Regions from separate parts of the Mus musculus genome. Here all the other regions are linked to region 2. A link is a contact called in public HiChIP or PLAC-seq data. All regions are on one chromosome and are shown on one strand. Each heading gives the region's core, a stretch centred on a gene start, on an enhancer-like site or on the middle of the called end of the contact. The rest is flanking DNA. Distances are from core to core; before and after follow the strand shown. Region 1 holds the start of Plppr1 (phospholipid phosphatase related 1). Region 2 overlaps Plppr1 (phospholipid phosphatase related 1). Region 3 overlaps Plppr1 (phospholipid phosphatase related 1).

Region 1 (3,518 bases), core at 692-3,191, 230 kb after region 2:
CACTTCAATGGAGTCCTAAAGCTAGGCTTTTTCAGTCCTCTGTTTCCCTTGATCAACCCACCCCTGCCCCTCTATATTTTTCCTTTCCTCTTCCAAGCCTCACCCGGCAAAACAAGGTCTCTCATGTGAACTTTGTTAGTGAAGCTCATATATGTCACAGTGTCTCACATTTCAGTCCTAAAGTTATCAAAGCAAAATCATTGCCACCTGAAGGTCTGAGAGAAGGCCCCATGGCTATATGGTCCAGTCACTAATACTGGATCCCGGCCTCCAGCATTTCTTCTGCCAGCACCAGCTTCGCTTCAACACCAGACTCTAGCTTATAGAAGAGACAAAAACTGTACCCACGTGCATCCACCCAACCTTCCAGTCACAAACACGGCAGGATGGAGAAACGTGAACACATTTACTTTCTATACCTAAAAACCCAAACTTGTTTGTATAGTAAAGGCAAGTTTGGGAAGACCAAGTCTTTTGTGGTCCAGATGCAACAACCTGGGCACCTCCAAAGTAGATCCCACTCCATGAACAGGGACTGCCAACCACAGCCCCAGAAAGGAGAATGGAATCAGTGAACGCCTTACAGTGCCTGCCACTGGCCCTCATCCTGCCTTAATTGGCTGTCTGTTCACACCTCTTTAAATGCCTCTCGTTTGCCCCTCTTCTATTCCTCTTTGTCTGGCCTCACCTGCTGACCCAGTGTTGGCTACCTCAAAGGGCCCTTAGATTCCAGGCTTCCCCCAGTCGCAAGAGACCCTTGCTCAGAGTTCATCTCAGCGGGGACTGGCTTTTCAAATGGAAATTCTGTTCTCAGGACCTTTTCCCTGGTGCAGAAGAGAAATAGGTAGGGAAATAACTAGATAACTAGGTGGCAGGTGGCAAAGAATCTCCACAGAATAGGTTGAAAGCAAAAAAAAAAACCTGTATCCCCACAAAGACAAATAACAGCCCAGAATCCTACACGTAGTCCACACGTGTGTGCCACAAAATCCAGGGCAAAAATAAATTCCCAGATTCGCTTGACACCGCTGCCACACAGCTGTCTCAGCCCAGCTCCCAGATCTGCTGCAGTGGTGTTTGTGAAGACAGCGCCTTCTCCCGGGAGCAGAGACCCTGGGGCCCGGCGTTTCTAGGAGGTGATTACTCCAAGCCTTTCAATAACTCATCACTCATCCTGCACTGACCCGAGCCTCACCCTAGAAACTCGGTCACCGTCGAAGTCGACAAGAAAGCCCTTGGCCATCCTAATTCTCCAGGTGACACTGTTACTATGCGCCTGGAGCTCAGGAAAGAGAATCTCTGGCAGGTGCCCACGCCTGAGGCAAAATCAATGGCAACGCTTACAGCTAGGGGCTGAGAAATCTCAACCCCTGCTGGGGCGGTGGGTTTGACAACAGCTACTGGAAAGGTCTCCGGATCCCCACGCCCACCCCTGCAACCCTGCTGGGTATCTCGACCCAATGCAGTCTGAAGGGCGGAACCGGACCGAGAGAGCGCCTCCACGCCCCCTTTGTCTCCACGTTTTCCAAATGACAGGAGAGGAAAGTTTACGAGCCTGGACGGGGTAGCTTTCTTCTGGGTCCATCTGGCACCTCGCAGGAGCCGAGATCCTCGCTGGGATGGGATCGCGCTCTCCTCCTCGGAACAACCAGGGCATTACCTTCATCTGCACCTTGCAACCGGCAAGCCAGGCGTGGGCCACCTGAGTCGCTTCGTCCAGTCGGAAACCTGCCCCCTTCGCCCCAGTATGTCCAGCCTCAGCTGTGCCCCGGGCACCACACTCACCTTTGGCGGCCAAGCTTCCTTCCTTGCGCCCTATTGGGCGGACGGACTGCAGGCGGCGAGGTGCATTCAGGCAGCGGCTGCAGACGAGCTCCTCAGGCGCTGCTGCATTCCGCTTGCGTGGGAGAGCGAGCGGGCGAGCGCGCGGCACGGGCGTATGCGAGTGTGTGTGTTTGTGCGGTGTGTGTGTGTGTGTGCGCTCGTGGGCGGGGTGGGGGCGGGAGTGCGCGGGATCACAGATTCCCCTCGGCGACCATCCCTTGCTAAGCCTCCTCTGCTGCCTCCTCTTGTCGTTGGGTCCAGGTTTTGGGACCTCCCGTTTGTTTAATGAAAGGGAAGGAGCAAAAGGCCGGCGGGGAGGGGGCGTGGGGGGGCGTAGAGGCGGGGAGAGGACCGCGCATGCTCAGAGAGGGGCACCGAGCTTGCTCTCTCTCAAGAGCTGAAGCATGAAGCTTGCAGGGTTGTGCCCCAGGGAGTACCGGAGACTCTGCGGGGTTCCTGGAAGGCAGCCCGGGAATCCCGCTACCTAGGTGCTCCCTGAGCAGAGACGCCAGGGCTCCCGCGCTCTGGAAGCCAGTGGCAGGATCCCCACCCACCTAGGAGCCGCTTCTGCTTGCCAGTCTTTGGTAGCGCTGCGTTTTTCTTGCCTTGGATATTTTTAGTGCTTTCTCAAGCAATCTCTGAGGCCAAAGCATGATATATGCAGAGAAGTCCACAAGGAAACCCGGGCTGCAGGTGGCACCTGGACTAAAATGAGCTTTCTGACTTGGGTTTCCTTCTTCCCCCAACTTCCAGTCTGTGTTTAGCAAGGAGTAAGGGCAGGCAGTCCAGAGTCGTCCAGTCCAAACAGCTTTAACGGCTTCAGGGCAGAAAGGCACATAAAGGGTAGCGGAAGGAAGGTGACTCTCCAAGGACCCTGGATTCAGCCTTGTTCCGTGTCAAGATCCGATGGAGAAGACAGTTGCCTACTCAAGAGGGCAAAAAGAACAATGCAGCCATTGCCCCGCTTGTCTCCAGTGCCAAAGCAATTGTGGGCTCTCATAGGTTGAGGCTTCTGGCCCCTCTGCTAAGTGGAAGAACAACTGTTAGCTTAAGAAAGTCCAGTAAGAGAACTTGAGCCTGTAAAGGCACAGTAACCTGAAGCCACTGGACATTGGCAGGTGAGAGACTCAGCAAGTGGAGTGGAAACTTTCTCAGCGATGTTTGTGCACCAACAAGCGTCCATTTTCTTCTCACAGTTTAATCAAACAGCAGCAGCACACATAACCCCATTTGCTTCCCTACTTTAGAAAAAGACATCCCAAACAGGGGACTTTCTGGAACTCCCTTGCACTCACTTGTTTTTTTTTTTTATCCCTCCAAGGAAGAAGCACAGAAGATGGCCCTCTCTGGCAAATGTTTTCCAAGCTTTCCTTAAAGATCACTTCGGAGGGCTTCCACTGTGCACTTCTAGCAAGCAGATGCCTTCTTGATGAACTCTGACCTGTGTCCCATTTGTCTTCTCAATAATAATGCTGAGTGACACTTGAACAGCAGACAATTAGATCAAATCCTAGGACACACACAGAGGAGAGAAAACAGCATGTCTAAATACCACAAACAAAAGCAAAGTTCAGGAAGGGGCGGGGGGGGGGAACTAAGAACACCAGGATAGGAGGTTCTTAGAAAGAGTGCTGCCCAGGAAGTGTGGCAGGTGGCAATACCTTCCCCCTCATTGAGAATAAAGCTGAGTCCTT
Region 2 (3,566 bases), core at 451-2,950:
AGACACTTCCCGTGCCTTTTAACAGCTCAAGTAGGCAATGCTGTTGGTATGATAGTGTTTCGAAAACCATTCAGTGCCTCTGATAAAATACTAGCAATTGACTTCTGACCTGGTCCAAGAGCTACGTCTACCTGCTCAGAGAGCTGTTGAGACTCTGCATGGTGTTGTAGAAAAGCCAAACCATATATTCCAAAAACCACGAAGTTCACTGACACCATTTGTTTTGTTGGACAAGAAAAATGGAATCTTGAAATAGTTTCACTAAAATCCTGCTGTCAATAAAAAACTAAAGCTCACTGTAATGTCCAGGTAATTTAACAAGTCCAAATTTCTAGGCAAACATTTGTGACAAAAACAAGACAGAAACAAAAAAATCCTAAAACAATCAAATGGTCAATCTTTCTAACATGTCACCAGTCAGCAGTCATTGGATGGCATACCTTTACACTAGGAGTAGCTCAAAATCATGCAATGAACAAGCAAATGAACAAATAACCAAACTAACGAACAAACATCACTAAAGGAAATCAGGATCACTAACCTCTAATATGGACAGAAAATGTGGAATTTTTTTAAAGTTTTTTTTTTTTTCAATTCAAAAAAACTTAATTGGGTTGTCTGTCTGTCTGCTCCAGAAGAGAGTGTAAGTTGTAAAGACCGAGTATAGTAGCAACAGTGGTAAGAGAATTTTTTTTATTTAAGAAGTCACGTGCAGTACAGTGGAAATGGATGTGACTTAAAAATGTCAAAGAATCTTAACACAGGAGACTGTTCAGAGCCCGGAAGAGGCAAATTCTGAAGGAGCACACAGCCAACAATGTAACAATGTCTCCTTTACTTCAGCAGCTGTGGCCTTCATCAGCCAGCCAATGGTCCGCGGCAGTGACAGTCTACTCTGATCTGCAGCTAGTCTTGCATTTGATTCAAAGAGCTTGCACAAATGTACACATGAAGATTTGCAAGTTCAGCTAAACTGTGGCTTTGTATCAAATTGTGTTTAGCTTTTCCTTCCTGAGGAAATTGCAATTGTTGCTGAGTAGCCTCTGTGTGTGTGTGTGTGTGTGTGTGTGTGTGTGTGCGTGTGCGCGCGCGCGCGCGTGTGTGTAAGCACTGGAGTGTAAGCTGTGAGCGATTTCAATTCTCTTGGGCAGGGAGTCAAATGTTCTGCTTCTTCAATGCTAAATACTCCCCAGTCACTTCATTGTAAGGCCAAGAGAAAGGTTTAATAGCTATCTTCTCATGCCTTGTGCCACTGGGACTGAGATAAAATAAGGGTAGATCAGATTCTCTGCCCAGTAAATCCTCTTATTCAAGCAGGCTCTCTGGCTCCCTTCCTTTGCCTGAGAGGCTGAGTTTATTCAGAAGGCCCAAGGCAGTACTTATTTAGCCAAGCTGTCCAGGTAGTCAGAGCACACCCTGCAGGTTTCTTTGAAGTATGGGTTACCACTGTGGGATAAACAGTTCTGGACACAATAAATTCTCTAAGCTTTAACATTTCCTAAAGACCTGATAAAACGGTGGCACTGGCCCCGTGCACGCGATCCCAAGTGGCCTTGCCTCAATATGAGGTTGATATGTTTTGACAGGAAAGCCTAAAAGGGAAACCAGGAAGCTGACAGGTCAAATGGTACAGTCTTTACCCTCATCCCTCCCCTGAGTATATGCAGCTGTGAATGGGGCTGTTAATGGCCATATGTGGAGTCATAGGAGTGTGACGTTCAGTTCAGCCACTGTCGTTATTTGCAGATGCACAGAAAGCCAAGGACAATCCAGCTAGAGGTAAATTTTTTTTTTTTAAATCACTGCTAGTTACCATACAGACCACTCAAAGAGGGTCCTGCTCTCATTATACTCCAGGGAGCACAGAGGAGTCTTTGAAGGAGAAACAAGTAAGAGCTTTAATTCTGTGACACATGCAAAGCCCAGAAACACAGAAGTGGATCCAGAAAGGAAGCTCTGACTTGCTGAGAACCTAATGTGGAGACTCTCATCAAAATCTTCCTTTTTGTGTTCTCATGACATCTGAGAACTAGAGGGGTCCTGGAAATCACTGAACCTGATCCCCGTTGAAGTGTAGGGATGAGAACCTGCAAGAAGCTAAGCAACTAGAAACACCAGCTATTGCCTCCCCGTCCCGTGTCCCCGTCCCCCGTCCCCCCCCCCCCCCCCCCCCAGTTTGTGGGAGATGACTGCTCACTGAAGGCAGTGAAGCTGGGGGCCTCTGAGTCTGTGCTGAAGTGTACTCCAGCACTCGGAGGCCCTGACACGCCATTCTGGCTGCCGTTGAGCAAGTCGTGTCTCACTGACACCGGAAGTGAACGCAGCTCCTTTCCCTTTCAGAGGAGCCCTGGCTTGCGGCTGCTCACTAATTTTGAGATCCCGAGGGAAGATCACTGGTGACTAGACGACTAGACTGAGGATTAGACGGCTCTCTGCTATGAACCCATCAGCTGTGCTCAGCCCTGGTTCTCAGCAATGCCCCTAACATGAGAGGGAAAACAAAAACAGGACCCAGTGAGAAGATCGCTGTCCATCTGTTTATAGAAAAATGGAACCTTGAGGACAACGTTTAGCCAAACTGTGCCTCAGTGTCCTCAACTGAAAGGTGAATGGACCTGTAAACTCAGTATCCTGTGTTCGTTGGCGTAGCCCTGTTCCAGCTCACTGGGTTGCTATGTCACTCATGCAGACAACACCTGCAGAGTATACATCAATTATAAAATGCTTTCTTTCCTTTTAGGTATACAAAACAATGTTTTTCATTATAAAATTTTCATACATTTGTCATCATTCTTTGGTCACATTGATCCACCCTTGCTCTCCTTACCCTGGCCCAAATCGGTCCTCCCTCCAAATAGTTTCCCATATTTTCCTTTTCCACTTTTATGTGCACTTAACACTTTGACGAATTTTTTATTATATTTAATAATTATATTGTTTTCTGATGCTATTTTTTGCTCACATTTGTTAATGATTCATTGACCTTAGATATCTTTTTGTTTTAAATGGGCAAAATCTCAATACATTTATAGGAAGATAAAGAGAATGATAATATTCCCTGAAACTAGGAAGAAAAGAAGAAAATACATTAGTAACTCAATGGGTCAATCAGCAATTCATGTCTGAACACATATGAAAATGATATACATAGAAAACAGAAGGGAGCACAACCCAGTTCCAGACTAAACCACTGCTTCATGTCAGAGCCAGTCCACTCTAGACAGAGTTTTACTTTCTTCCTTGTTTTATCTGAGGTCTTCTGACTTTTGAGGCACATGCCTTCTATCTATGCTTTCTCCTCTTTCTAGGGCTGATAAGCAAGGAAGGGAGATATAGAAGTTATGTCCGGTTCCCTCTAGAAGAGTTCGTACAGGGATTCTCAATGGAATGTCATAATTCTCAGATGAGGACATTCGTCCTGCGATGCCAAAGTTGGTGAAGGGTAGTTTCTACCAGGTTCTGTACTCCCTGGCACTAAAGGTATGCTAGGAACTTTAGGAAGTCATTTTTAAATCCAATGGCAACCTTGTCTTGTCTTGTCTAGGAGAGATCAGTGAGGAGAGCCA
Region 3 (3,926 bases), core at 541-3,040, 130 kb after region 2:
GATGAAAGGGTTTATTTTAACTTAAAGTTCTCTGGTCGTATTTCATCGCTGAGAGAACTGAGGATACAATTTGTGCAAGAACACAACAGCAAGAACTGAAGTGGAGGCCACGGAGAAAGGCTGTTTTCTGGCTTGTGCTTCATGGTTGTCTCAGCCTGCTCTCTTATAACACCCAGGATGGATTGTCCAGAGGTGGACCCGCCTACAATGGGCTGGACCCTTATATATCACCTGCTAATTAACAACATACATCACAGGCTTGTCTACAGGCTAATCTTCTGAAGGCATTTTCCCAATTGATGTTCCCTCTCCTCAGTGAATCTAGCCTGTGTCATGTTGACAAACAAAAATGCCAGATATCTCTTCTCTAGGGTAAAGAGATTCTAAAGGCAAGAGGGAAGAGTCTGAACTGACTATAAATGCCGAGGGTAAACCATACTTCCATCTTTGGATGGAGGAAAGAATATGCTACAATATTGTTCATCCAGGTAACTAAATGGAAAGGTGTTGAGTTAAATGGGACATAGCACTTATATTACATAACAGGCACTTGTCCTTCCATTCATTCATCAAGGTCTGTTGCTAAGTGACTACAGGATGAAGGGTGAGGACGCCATTTAGAAAGATTCCATGCCCATCAATGAGACTCTACACAAAAAAAGATATGTCTAAGTTTAGTGATGTGGCTCAGTGTTAGAGTGCTTGGCTGATAATAATAATATTTATGATAGTTCCTTGAGAAATAATAAAATATAGACAATAAGACATAATGCCATTGGTATCATTGGTGAATGACCTTGAAAACAAGAAACAACAAATATGAGCCTTTGAATGCTATTTCTGCTTTTAAAAGTTATAAACCCTAATATGAGCAATTTTCATCAGCAAGATCAACACAGCCACTCACTAATTGGGTCTCTCAATGGTCACAGCGTAAGTGAAAGTATCAAGAGAGGTGAAGAAATGAAAGGGAAACTATGAGAGGTTGTGCATTCTTCTCACTCGACAGATGCTGAGTTTTACTACTGTATATGTATAGATATTTTTCTCTTGGGAAGACATAGTAAGAAGTGGCTGGAAAAATCACCTTAGGTGTGAAGATGTGAGTCTCAGCTACTGGAAAAAACTCAGAGTTTTTTTTTCTTAGCCAATAAATGAAAAATTCAGTAAGGCACAGGCTAAATGTGCTAAACGGGAGGAAAAAAAAAACCACTTCATGTGGGCAAGCCATATTGGTGAACAGAGGTCACAAGCCCTCCAGAGAATCTGCCCGAGTAGCTGATGGCAGCACAAATGCTCTCCTAAACGCAGGACCAGCCTTCAATGCTACTGAACAGATATAGGATGGGAATGGGTGATTTGGATGGCGGAAGGGAGTTGATGACAGGGTATTATTATGAAGCCCAGTGCAACTGAGTTCTTTAAACAAGAGAAAGATCCTAGGGACTAACGGACATTCTCTAGTTCCTGTTCAAGGCATTTGATCCAGCTCATGAAGGCCTCCAGTGGTCTGCAGAAGGCAAAATGGTTGTAACGAGCTAGGTGGCCCTTCCTGTCCAAGACCAAGCTCAGTCGGTATCTAGTTTCCCAATGGCGTTTGCTAACCCACTTTGGGATCTTCAGGGTGAGAGCTCCTCAGTCTCTCCACAGCCTAACCTCTCTCCATAGGGGTTACTGGCCCACGGGCATCTCTCTATTCTGTAGCACAGCACACTCATAGAAAGAGACAGATATCTCCAGGCAGTTAATGGCCTCCAGGGGGAAAGCTGGAACACTCTGAAGCCCTCTGCTGCCCTCCACAGGCCACACACGATGGGCAAAGTTTGCTAGTCAGCTCTGGGCCAGTGCGGTATAAAGTAGATTACTCCAGTCATCTCTCAGAAGGCTAGGTGAACTTCCACTCTGCCCCAAACAGAAGCTTACTCTACTGGAACATGAGGACATGATAACATAGGTAAAGTTCCACTCGGAAAACTCTACTCAAAATCATCCTGCACAGAAGGGTTTGCTATGGTTCCAGACATGGCATGATTGTAGAGGTATGAAAAAGAACAGGAGCTCTCAAAAAAAAAAAAAAAAAAACAAAAACAAAAACAAAAACAAAAAAAAAAAAAACTGCAGTGGTCAGCCCTGAAATCATATACATACAAGTACCATTATAGGGATGAGACAGGTTGTAATGCTTTTAGGAAAACACACACACATACACAGGAGAGAAAGAGAGAGACAGAGGGGGGAGACCAGAGGGAGAGAAAGAGAGAGGGAAAGGGAGAGAGGGAGGGAGGGAAGCATGGAGGGAGGGAACACAAAAGGGAATAAAAAGGAAGAGTTGGAAGGAGAAACTTGGAAGAGGTAAAACAATGCTGTTTAATTAATGATGTTTTAATTAAAAATTATTTCAAAGAAAACTCCCCAGTGTTCCATGCCCCACTCTGTCTGACCCATGCCCAGGCACCCAACTCTAGTCCAGAAGAAAAATAACTTATTCTCTGAGTCCAAACGCAACATGGATGTTTATTCCAGAAATAAACATCTCATGCAAATGTACACTTCATGTGTGCTACCCTTGTTTTGGAGGCATAAAAGTTTAAAACATAAGACTTGCTATCAATGTCTTTCATAGGCAGACAAGGAAAGAGCTCTTGAAGGAAATTAGTTAGGAGCCAAGCTGTGAGGACATAAGAGCAAAAGACAGTTGTTTATGTCTCTGGGGCTAAGGAGAAGAAGGAAGAACCATTTATCTGACATGCCACTTGTATGTTTAAAAAGGCAGGCAGGCAGGCAGGAAGGCAGGAAGGCAGGAAGGCAGGAAGGCAGGAAGAAGGCAGGAAGGCAGGAAGGCAGGAAGAAGGCAGGAAGAAGGCAGGAAGGCAGGAAGGCAGGAAGAAGGCAGGAAGAAGGCAGGAAGGCAGGAAGGCAGGAAGAAGACAGGCAGGCAGGCAGGCAGGCAGGCAGGCAAGAATTTAATGGGTTCCCAACTTCTATAGGAGTTCAAATAGAACTCCTTTAGCAGAAACTATAGCTTGATCCATGACTTTGTGTGTATATAGTATATGCATATATGTGTCCACAAGTGCACGCATGAGCTTGCAAAATAGAGTGTCAATGTCAGGTCTCCTCCTTGATCACACTCTACCTTAATATCTGAGGCAAGACCTCTCCCTGAATCTAAAACTCACAGATTTGGCTAGATTAGCTGACCAATGAGCCCCCCAAATATCTTCTGTGTCGATCTCATTTGGATTATACATACAGACCACCACACTCAGATCTTTATGTGGATGCTTGCTAGGGAAGCACTTTACCAACTGGGCCAACTCCTGAGGCCTTGGCTTCACACCCTCCCTGTAGCATCAGTAGCAGTTTTTATATTGCTCTCTAATGTCGACTAGTGCCACTGAAATGCAACTTTATCTCTGAAATGCAGCTTTATCTCAAATAGTAGGTACCCAGAACCCCCAAAAATGTTCCAGGCATTTACTCCCCCATTCAGACACACTGTGCTTCACTTTCTCCTTAATTTCTCTCCCTCTCTTGTTGTATTTATTCAATTTTGTCTCAGCCACTTTTTCTAGAATGGCAAACCTGGTTCCTGCTGTGTCCCTCTAAGTTCATTCGCCCATGGGCAGTTGTTTTTATTCTGCTCATCCCCAGCTCAGCTTCTCTAAACCTTGAAGTTTAGAACCTGACCAGCTAACACCCATGTCCTGTCTACGAGGTTTTACCTAAGATCCCTGGGGGTCATGGCCCATGGCAGTCACTGTTTGCCTTCAACACCTCCCTGCCTGCCTGTATCCTAAGACAGTAGTAAGCAATCAAAGCTGTCACAGCTATATCATATCTTAAGAAGCTTCCCTGGTCTACTCGGAGCCCTCTTTGAGCAGTTGCTTTTATTTTCTTTCACTCACGGGCCACCAGATGGATTG

What was found. HiChIP or PLAC-seq counts read pairs in DNA pulled down with a chosen protein or histone mark.
Region 1: an H3K4me3 HiChIP or PLAC-seq map of neural tube shows a contact between it and region 2, with 5 times the contacts expected there. The contact joins the promoter of Plppr1 here to the enhancer-like site in region 2. A contact is called at or near these places in 2 of 39 promoter capture datasets (both in liver), 1 of 484 Hi-C or Micro-C datasets (cerebellar granule neurons) and 4 of 115 datasets of contacts at active chromatin or transcription factors (embryonic forebrain, forebrain, neural progenitor cells and 1 more).
Region 3: an H3K4me3 HiChIP or PLAC-seq map of pro-B cells shows a contact between it and region 2, with 4 times the contacts expected there. The contact joins two enhancer-like sites. A contact is called at or near these places in 4 of 39 promoter capture datasets (the C10 cell line, liver and pre-B cells), 2 of 15 datasets of contacts at CTCF or cohesin (large pre-B cells and pro-B cells), 3 of 484 Hi-C or Micro-C datasets (B cells, pre-B cells and pro-B cells) and 5 of 115 datasets of contacts at active chromatin or transcription factors (the 230-238 cell line, embryonic stem cells, large pre-B cells and 1 more).

What each region holds. Positions count from the first base shown.
Region 1 is chr4:49,057,885-49,061,402 of GRCm38.p6, reverse strand. Plppr1 (phospholipid phosphatase related 1) reads right to left here and starts at 1,941. Exons shown (of 8, transcript NM_178756.4): 1 at 1,786-1,941.
Region 2 is chr4:49,283,600-49,287,165 of GRCm38.p6, reverse strand. All of the region lies in intron 3 of Plppr1 (phospholipid phosphatase related 1), which reads right to left. Among named protein-coding and RNA genes, the nearest start is that of Gm22685, 3.9 kb to the left of the region's middle. Within about 2 kb of position 1,700, at least 36 of the 459 cell types and tissues checked have an H3K27ac peak or open chromatin away from gene starts, as enhancers often do. A contact at or near this core is called in neural tube and pro-B cells, where this site is marked.
Region 3 is chr4:49,151,900-49,155,825 of GRCm38.p6, reverse strand. All of the region lies in intron 1 of Plppr1 (phospholipid phosphatase related 1), which reads right to left. Among named protein-coding and RNA genes, the nearest start is that of Gm32657, 92 kb to the left of the region's middle. Within about 2 kb of position 1,790, at least 7 of the 459 cell types and tissues checked have an H3K27ac peak or open chromatin away from gene starts, as enhancers often do. A contact at or near this core is called in pro-B cells, where this site is marked.